2 separate regions of the Oryza sativa genome follow, and region 1 is linked to region 2. Evidence: chromatin contacts called from public HiCAR-type data. All regions are on one chromosome and are shown on one strand. The core of a region is the stretch at or near the end of the contact, and the rest is flanking DNA. Distances in the headings are between cores, read along the strand shown.

What was found. HiCAR-type assays count read pairs that join an accessible place to other places.
Region 1: a contact with region 2 is called in a HiCAR-type map of leaf, with 2.1 times the contacts expected there. The contact joins the promoter of LOC4347258 here to the promoter of LOC4347251 in region 2. A contact is called at or near these places in 2 of 4 datasets of contacts at active chromatin or transcription factors (leaf and seedling).

What each region holds. Positions count from the first base shown.
Region 1 is chr9:21,587,002-21,592,113 of ASM3414082v1, forward strand. LOC4347258 reads right to left here and starts at 2,847. Exons shown (of 1, transcript XM_015756372.3): 1 at 1,271-2,847. The coding sequence starts at 2,697. The coding sequence ends at 1,507.
Region 2 is chr9:21,489,849-21,494,555 of ASM3414082v1, forward strand. It overlaps LOC4347251 (heat stress transcription factor B-4c-like), which reads right to left and starts at 2,004. Exons shown (of 2, transcript NM_001422783.1): 1 at 1,641-2,004; 2 at 234-1,552. The coding sequence starts at 1,892. The coding sequence ends at 620.

The DNA.
Region 1 (5,112 bases), core at 1,597-4,096, 98 kb after region 2:
ACAGGAGTGTAAGATCTGAGATGCAACCACGAAAGTGAAAGACCTTGACAGGACGACAACGACGTCTAAAAATGTTTCGCCACATTAGACCCTGCAACAACGGTAAACTCGCATGATTATCTTTTTTGTGGGGTGTGATGTACTGGTTCTGAGTGAATTCTACTGGAGGCGGCTGTGTGTCCGCAGCTGGTGTCAAAGTCCTGTACATATTTCATGGCTTTCTAGAGAGAGTTAGTTCATCATCACACAGGACGTCAGTCGTCAGGACCACATCGACGTGCATGTCGGGCAGGCGCACGGGAATGGCCGAGCGCCAACCGCGACGCAAGCCATGCCCGCTTTTACCTCCCGGCGCGCGGTGACCACGCCGGCGCATTGATGGGTGGATGGATCCCAAAGCTAGCTGCCGGTCACAAGCAAAGCGGCAAGAGGGCGCGCGAGGCGCCAGCCTAGCTTGCTCGCGTACGACGCCGACGCCTCTCCACAGGGTAAAGTGAAGTCACAGCAGCAGCACAGGCTCCCCGCCACCGCTAGCGCGCGCGTGAGCTGCTTCAACTTGCACCGGTGGTGGACCGTGGATCAGGCAGCGGACAAAGCCTCTCTTTTTGGCGAGCACGTACACCGTGGCGCAAGGAAAGGAAAGGAAAGGGACACCATCCCTCACACACAACCGAGGGCGTGCGTGCGATGCTTGCATGGCCATGGGGCCAACTGCCCCTAGCCAATGTTCGTTTCCCTTCTGCTTAAGAAAAGTTGGTGTGTGTTATAGTACAGCCTAAATTAAGAGCCACGAAGATTAATTAGTTCGCAAAGCCATGGGGGGCAACTTAAGGAAAGGGATAGCAGAGAATGTTAGGAGTAGTATCGATTCATTGATTGAGAGGCGATTGCCGATTGGGATATGCTCAGTACTCAAGGAAAACATGCTGCAGTATGAAACGTGGCTCAAACTCCTCCCCGTTTGGTCAACTAAATCCAAGGGATTAAACCGCAGTGGTCACTAACGTTCTGAACTCTGAAGCATAAGAATCTTCTAACATCGCCGTTTGGATTTGAGGAAGGTTCGCCAATTGCAGGATCCGGCAATTCTTTTCGACATACTGTCTCGCAAGAGTAGCAGCATGCCAGCATACATGCATCAGCACCCACCCACCGAGACCGCTAAAGATTGGACAACACTAACGGTATCCAAGTAACCAACACATGCACACCCAAAAGAGAGAGATATCCATGGAGAAAAGTGAGAGGAGAAGGTGTGTTCAACTAAGTGTTAATTTAATCCGGCAATATGCAGTTTTCATTTCTGGGAGACCGTGTCTTACAATTAACGGTTCATTGTGCACATGAACACATCTTAATTTACTTGTGTATTCATGCACACGAACATGGGCTAGTTTACTTTTCACTTGACATAAGTGTTGTTTAATTCCTCCTATGCGGGGAAAAAAACGCAGAGACGAGGAAGAAACGGCAGGGCCCCACATGTTCGGCCGGTGCCCGGTGAGGTCACGGCCTCGCCACCGCTTGCGCGAGGCGCTGGACCTTGGCGGCGATCTCCGGCGGTATCTGCACGGCTGGCCGCGGCTGCTCCTTTCGCCGACGGAGGTCAAGCCCGAACGCATCCGAGACGTCCTCGGAGGTCCACCCTGCTCGCCGGAGTGAGTCCGAGCACCGGTCCGTTTTTAGGAACAGCGCGTCGAGCACCGCGTCGGCGTCGGCTGGGGGTGCCTCCTCGCCGTCGAACAGTCCGGAGGCGGTGACCTCGACCATCTCGTCGACCTCTCTGTCCCTCCAGCCACCTTTCTTGAGCACCGATCCGAGCTTGTCGAGGTAGTTGTCGACCCAGAGCGGGGTCGACCTCGGAGGTGGCGAAGGGCAGCCTGAGGAGGACGACGATGAGGAGGCGGTGGAGGCTTCCGAGGATGATGAGACGCGGCGGCGTCGGTCGGAGGCCGCGTCGCTCCAGAACTCGATCCAGCGCAGCGCCTGGCCGCCGCAGACGGCGTCGAGGCTGCGTCGCGTGTGCGGCGTGCAAATGCCGGAGGAGGGCGTCGCCGACGGGGAGGACACGTCCAGCGGCTGGAACGAGGACTCGCGGGTGAAGAAATGGAGGATGTCGAGGCCGCAGCAGAGCACGCGGTCGTCGGTGATGAAGAACACGGGGTTCCCGGCGAGACAGGGGCGGCAGGGAAGGTAGCACCGGTCGAACAGCGGCACGAGCAGCGGCGCGCGCCTGATGGCGGACCGCGCTAACCGCCGCGCTCGGTCGGGGTCCGACGGCCTCCGCCCCCAGCACCGCGGCCACAGCGCACCCTTCGCGATCTGCAGCGACGCCGCCGCGATGGGCAGGTCGAACGCCGCGCGGAGCCACGCCCGGCCGCGCCAGTCCGGGAACCCAGCCCCCGACGGGAGCCCCATCGCCAGCACGGCGCGGAGGTCAGGCGGGAACGTGAACCCCATCTCCGCCTCCACGCGGGCGAACTCCGCGTCGGAGAGCCCGGGAAGAACGACCACCCCGGTCTTCCGAAGATGCGACAGCACGGCCGCCGCCACGCCGTCAAAAGAGTGCAACCCGTGGCGCGGCGACGCCGACGCCGACGGTGGCCCCGCGGCGGCGCGCGTGGACAGGCGTCGCAGCCCCGCCGCGTGCGCCGCCGGGTGGGCGAGCCCGGCCATCCTGCTGTCCACGTCCACCATTACAGCCGCCTCAACGGCGCTCTTCGTAACCTCCCTCTGCTTGACAACGAGAGCGAGGAGTCGTCTCTGTGAGAGGCGAAGAAAACGGCGGCGTTGCTCGCTGCTCGGAGAGAGAGGGAGAGAGAGACGGGGAGATGGGCGGAGAGGTGGGGCGAGGCGAGCGTTATATAGCAGGAAGCCGTGGCCGCGCGTCGGGCGGAGGGGGATCAGGGGAGGGAGCGAGCGTACGACAAATCTGGGCCCTACGCCCGTGGGCTTTGGCCCCACTGCAGCTCATGCGGGCGCTGGGCCGCCGAAGGCGACGCGAGGCAACCGTGCGGCTCCAGTTTGGCTCGCTCTGCCGCGCTTTTGCCATGTAAAAACGGCCTTTGTTTATTTTCACAGCCGTAATTTTTTATTTTTTTTCTTAAAAAACACGATATAAAAGCTTATAACATAGTGTACTCACCCCTTATAAATACACACACGCACATCGTACCTATATGAATATCTCCAGAAGACTGGGTTACTATATCTTAATTCATTAAGTCTCCACGGACGTCCTTTTATTGATGGGTATATCGTCCATTACTGCAAAAAAAAAAATTAGCCATAAATACAAATACCCGTGTCAAGTTTAAGACTTAAACTTGGATGGGCTGATTCCACTTTAAGAAACCTAATCAATTGAGTCACGTTCAATTTGCACAGCTGGAAATTGTTAGGCATAAATTCTAAACTTCCAGCTGTTTACATGCACAACGAATTCCTCCTTCCATCCGGGTCAATCATCCTGAAAAATCAAAAAATTTTGCTGGCCGATGATTAGAGAACTGTAGACCGAATGACTCTAGGCTACTATGGCTGATGATGGAGTATCATCATTTACATATCGATTGTGACGAGGAGCGGGGGCCAAGGACACCTGTGTTCATAAATCAAAAACCCAGAAACCAGAGTCCTGTACATGTGGATCAGTGGATAGGACTTCATGATCGATGTGCCAAGGTCAGGGCAAGGGGAATGCTTGCTAAGTTGGCAGCAGTGGTGGCATCTTAAAAAAATTCAATCATGCTGCAATGGAAATAGAAAAATCCACCTGCTTGCCATGATTTTGGTCTCCCAGGGACTACGCACCGGTTGATGGGTTCACTAGAGCGGGGTGCATACAACGCTGGCCACCGCATTATTTTTGCAGGTTTGGGATCCCTACCCACTGTACGGTCATGTGTACATTGTACGTACGTACGCCATTGAGAATTTTGAGATTGCTCGCAGTTTCTTGGAAATGTTGACTTGAGATGTTGTCATTTGGGAAGTCCTGATATGCCTAGTGGGTGGGTACAGGCGTACATCCGTACGTTAATTTGGACTTATGGCTTGCTAATTCTCTCCCTGATATCCCTGCGGCCGGTGGTGGAGAAGGGAACCTCGCGCGTCGCTGGTTGAGGAGAGGAGAGGGGGGTGCAGCGGGCATGTGCTGGCCATCCTACCAGGCTTGTTTTACTTTGTTTTGGTCGAATTTAGTTTAATACAGATACGCAAGTTTGAGCTAATGGGTACATATATAATGAAAATAGTTAAGCTATAGCTAAACTTTTTTTTAACCGAGTTCCTTGACACATGTAGCTCCGTTCTTGTTTGTTATTCCCATGATCCCTTCACACGGATTTAGATTAGGAGACATAGTGCGGACTAGACGTCCTTCCTTTGGCAAGCAACTGGTTTGCACTCAGTCAGATCTAGCATCCACGTAACAAGAGGTGGCCAGATCTGACTGTCATGAGCTCAAGAGAAGGATGGGTTGTTCCCCCACAGCGACGAGTCCCCGACGATTGGTAACGTCCTCCCCTTATAAGGTGTCTAGAAGGAGGCTAGATCCGACCTACATGAGCTTGGAGGTGGCCATATTTGGCTGCCACGAGGTCAGGGACCCGCTCGACATTCACGCCGCTCACTCCGCCTGCCTTCCTCAATCTCCACCTCGCCATGGGCCATTGACCGTCGTGTGTCCAGGGACGGCCAGATCCACGAGTTGGGGGAGATGGGGGGGGGGGAGGAGGTTGCGCTTGACGGCGGACTTTACTCATGACAAACAACAATGGTAATGGGTGCCTTCCTTTTGACGTTCTCATTGTGCTCTTGTATTTTTGTTACAAATTTCACTAGAACGGATACCCTCATCTCAATCGGGCGGTAAGCCCCATCTCAATCGAGCATGGCGTCCGTCACAGGTTAGAAGTCACTGATGTGAAGAGCTATCTCAATCGGGCAAACGGCCGTCACGGATGATTCTATCTCAATCGGGCCCTAAGTAAAGCCCGTCATCGATAGCTTTGACCCAGACAACCAGTCAAACTATAGCCCAGATGACCTATCTCAATCGGGCCACAACTAGCGCCCGTCACAGATGACCCTTATCTGTGACGGGCATTA
Region 2 (4,707 bases), core at 754-3,253:
TGTTACGTGTACAGCATCCCGGAAACAAAGACTGTGCCGGCCTCGCTGTCCGCTGGTTCGCTCCATCCCGGCCGATCTCTTCCCTTGCATGTGAGCAAAAGGACCTGCATAGCTGTAACTGCCTTTCACATCTTTGACCCTGAGAGATCACGCACGAGAGGTGGCAACAAGCAGCAGGAGTAGTACTACTACTACAAAAGAAGAACGGGGAAAGAGATCACACGCGAGCGAAAGGCTTCCCTTTCCGGACTTGTCGTCCAAAAGATCGTTGGATTCTTGAAGCATTATCACGGTCCAGGGGTCAGCCTCTCGGCTGCTGCTACGCACCGTACTATACTCCAGTACCGAGTATGTACGTTATGTGGTGGTAGTGGCGACGCTGCGTTACATCTGTACAGAAAACCTGATTTGCTTGTTCGATTAGTTGGGCACACGGTGGCTTGCACCAAGGTTTAACCCACTTGGGCTTTTGCACCGCTGCGGAATTAGAACCCTAACCTTGACCGCGAGAACAGAAGAGGTGAGCTAACTAGGAAGCTAAACGCGTCGGATTAGAACAGCAAAATGGTCGTCGTCGTTGCATGGAGTCGCGTTGGCGTTTGCATGCGTGCTGACTTGACTAGCTGGTGCTTGTTGGAGAAGAGGCGGCTGACAGCTGCTGCTGCGACGACGACGACGGCGCGACGGTCAGGCTTAGGTCGTCGCACTCCAGCACGAGGCGAGGCTTCGTGGCCGGCGACGTGGGCGGGTGCTCCTCCGGCGAAGACGCTCTCTTGCTGCCGGCGCCGCACGGGGCGGCGCTTAGGTGCACGCCGAAGAGCTTGGTCGGCGCCGATGACCGAGCGGCGCTGCTGTTGCCTGCCTCCCCGCCGCTCTTCTCGCCGGCTAGATGCTGCTGCTGCGGCGGAGGGGAAGGCTCCTCGGCGATGGTGAGCGAGCTGCTCGACGTTGTGCTCCCGCCTGAGTTGTTGAGCACGTTGGCGGCGGCGGGCTTCTTGCGCGCCTGCATGCCGAGGCCCTGCAGGAACGCGGCCGCCGCCGGGCTCGGCGCCACGGGACGAACGTGGTTCTGCACGAAGTAGATGATGTCGTTGTACAGCTTGCGCATGTGCGCAAGCTCCTGCAGCAGCGCCGTGTTGCTCCGCCGCAGGCGCTCGTTCTCCTCCATCAGCACCGCGGCGGTGGCGGCGCGCCCGGCGCCGCCGGCCTCCGCCGACGACGGCGACGGCGCGGGCCCGCCTAGCGCGAGCAGGCGCGTCGCGACCGGCAAGTTCGGCTCCCGCCAATGCGGCTGCGGGAACGGCATGCCGATGCCATGCGCCGCCACAACCCCGTCGTCGCCGACGAACGCGTGGTGGTGCTGAGCCGCCGCGACGCCGGGGTGGTGGAACAGAGGGAAGTGCGGCGGCGCGAAGAACGGCGGCGGAGACGGCGACGCCGTCGATGCGGACGACGTCTTCCTGCGGTGGATCTCGGTGAGCAGCTGCTTCTCCCCCTTCCTGAAGAACTCGTTCGCGAACTCCCACCTCTCCGGCACGACCTTCCTGAACCCCTGCATTGCAACGACGTCGTTACTTACACGCATCAAAACGCACGAGAGAACAGAACTACAGAAGGTGGCGGCATGGCGCTTTGCTTACGTAGGTGTTGAGCTGGCGGACGAACGACGAGAAGTTGTTGTGCTTGAAGTAGTTGGGGAGGATGTCGCGCGCGAACTCCGGCGGCCGCCACACGACGAAGGTGGACACCCGGTCGTCCCCCCACGAGACGATGTGGTCAGTGGCCGGGTCATCCACCAGCTGATACGTCTTGGTCAAGAACGGCGCCGGCACCGCCTTCTGCGCCGCCGCCGCCGCCGCCTCGCAGTCCGACCAGCTCCCGCACCGCTCCATCTACCAAGAAGATCTACGAGCTCGCTACCACTACACTACTCCACAACAGTATCAACCGGAGAGACGAGGAGTCGGCCAAGCCGCCAAGGTTTCTCGGGGTTTACGAGTGGCCGGGGTGGAGTGAGTGAGAGTGACTCCTATTTTAACCGAGAGGAGAGCGTGGCCGGGTGGGTGGTGAATACGGTGGAATCGGGGGCGTGGTGTGTGGGGTGTGGCCTTGTGGGATGGATGTGCCCGCCTCGGGGAGCGTGTGGGCGGTGGGGGTGGTGGGAGGGAATATGTGTCGCTCTGTCTGTCTGGGTGTTTTGGAGAGAGGGATTGGAAGTTTTGAGATTCAACTTTCAAGGTAGACCCGTGACGCTTGCGCCAGCATGCAGCGTCGCCTCCGCAAACAAAAAACCATCCGATTCATCCAGTGATCCACCAGCCCAGCAGCACCCGCTCTTCTCTCCTCTCCTCTACCTGCACTGTCCGGTTGTTTTCTGGACTTTCTCGGCGATCTTTTGCGGCCTCTTTTAACCTTTTCTTCGCCACTTTCTCCTCTTTTCACCCGGAACGTTTTTACGGACTCGTAGTAACAGCGTGAGAAACGGTGAAGTGAAGGGGATCGATCTTTACCGGTCCACGCCCCGGCTCCTCGTGCAATTCAGGAAAGGTCCCTGCCGGACAAGCCCTGCTACAGTTTTGGAAGCATCTCAAATCCGATTTCTTTTTTCCGTTACAGAGAAACGAGAGGGAAGCCGTGCCAGCCATCCCTATTGGCCGGTCAATGCATCTTACACTGTTCTGCAGTTCAAAAAGAATAATACGGAGATACTACACCGTGACTAGAATTAGATCAAGTTTAAGTTTAATAGTATAGCCAGCTACTAACTTCAATTCATTTATAACTAATTTAATAGCCAATTCATATAATAGTTGCTTACTATACTATTAATATGTGGTCCCACCTATCATACACACATTGCGTCTTGGAGTTTGTGCTGCAGGTGGCTATAGATCTGTAGCCCGTTGCTCTTCTCTCTTATCGTTTATATTATTAAAATATGTTTATAGCTGACTAATAGTCTACTATTGTACCTGCTCTTATTCTGTGACGCGTGACCTCAACTTGCATTGAGATGATAGAAATCATCGTTCGAGAGGAGATATTTGGAGCGGTTAATCAAGATCACTCATCGTGAGGTATGAAAGGCACATCGAGAGTGAATTTTAAACTCTCGAGGGGATGTCCTATAGCCGACGCTTTTAACCGAAGAAAGAGACAATCTTTCAACAGACAAAAATAATATAATGTTGATTACTAGGAGTAAAGATGAAAAAAATATGCAATATGCATGCTTTACTGCTATATCTTTACTAGGAGTGTAAGGGCATGTTTAATTTGATGCCAAAAAAAACTTATCAAATTTTGGCAACTTGCCAAAATTTTGGTAGGATTTCTTATATAGTTACCAAAATTTGGCAGCAAACTAAATGTAGCCACTTTTTTTGGCAACTTTACCAAAATTTGGTAAGGTTGAAAATGGCATCAAAGTGAACAGGCCCTAAGTTTTCATCCATCAATAAAGCACCAGTTAATTAATTTAGATTATTACAAAGATTATTAATTTAGTTATAAGGATAAATTAAATATGTTAATAAATAAATTTAACAAATGATTTAAAACAATTGGTCTTAGCAAAGCAGTAGCAAAAGAAAGAATTTTGAGAAAACATTTTTTTTTTCAAACCATGGAATAAATAATATTTATTCATTCTCAACTTATTCACTGGTTTACTGAAACGATTTTTTTTTAAATCTAGATAATAACACCCTCAACTCAATAGCGAGTTTGTACATGTTTTCTCATTTGAAAAAAGTAGTAATAGTACTTCCTAAGCCAATTATCAAAAATAATTTGGACATTATAGGATGGAGGGATATTAAAAACAAGAAACACATATCCAGGTAAAATGAGTAAAGTAGCGCACAATAAAAAAACATACTACTATTGAATTCTCTCGTGTGCTACTTTAGTCAGTCGTCTAAATTTTTATAATGTTATCTATTCATAGGCAACATATTACGTACTTGCCAAACACAGAAATGATAGCCACATGCACAATACGTCTACCCACACTACTATAAACTCAATCACCGGAAGTCCTTTTCGCTGTTGTTGTTGCTGAGCCCTTTTCACAGCTCCTCTGGTTGCTACCGCCCCTCTCCCTTCACTGTCATAGATGAGCTCGGAGCTCACCTTGGGTGGGGTAAGGAAGGAAGGGAGGGAGGGAGGGCAGAGGCAGGTAATACCGTCGGTCCATGACCCTCCACGACGATGGGTGGTAGCCTTCACGAAGGGATTGAGGAGGGAGAGAGAGAGGATCTAGGAGGGACTTAGTGGCCGCCAAATGGGGAAGGTTTTTTTGGGCGATTGAATTTTCACGGGCGGCGCACTTTAGCTAATTTTTACAGGCAAACCATTTTTACGGGATAATTTTAATTTTTAATTGACCTGCTTAAAAAATTAAAACCACAGTGCTTGAAAGAAATCGTTTGTAGTGGGGTGCCAACAGCCTCACTCAAGAATGGCCACCTGAAATGAGAGGTGGCTCCCCACAATAGCCATGCGTTATTCCTATCCATTGACGAAAATACAACGTTTCGCGTCGCATACCGTAAGAACGAGCTGATCTAAGCTAGAGACATAGATATACTCCATCTCACTAGCGCTGGTTTCTTTTTGTTTAGCAACAAACATCGTATAATGATCGAGCCCAAGACAAAACCAGATGTCTTCTACGATCCCGTTTCTACACATATGTATAGCGTG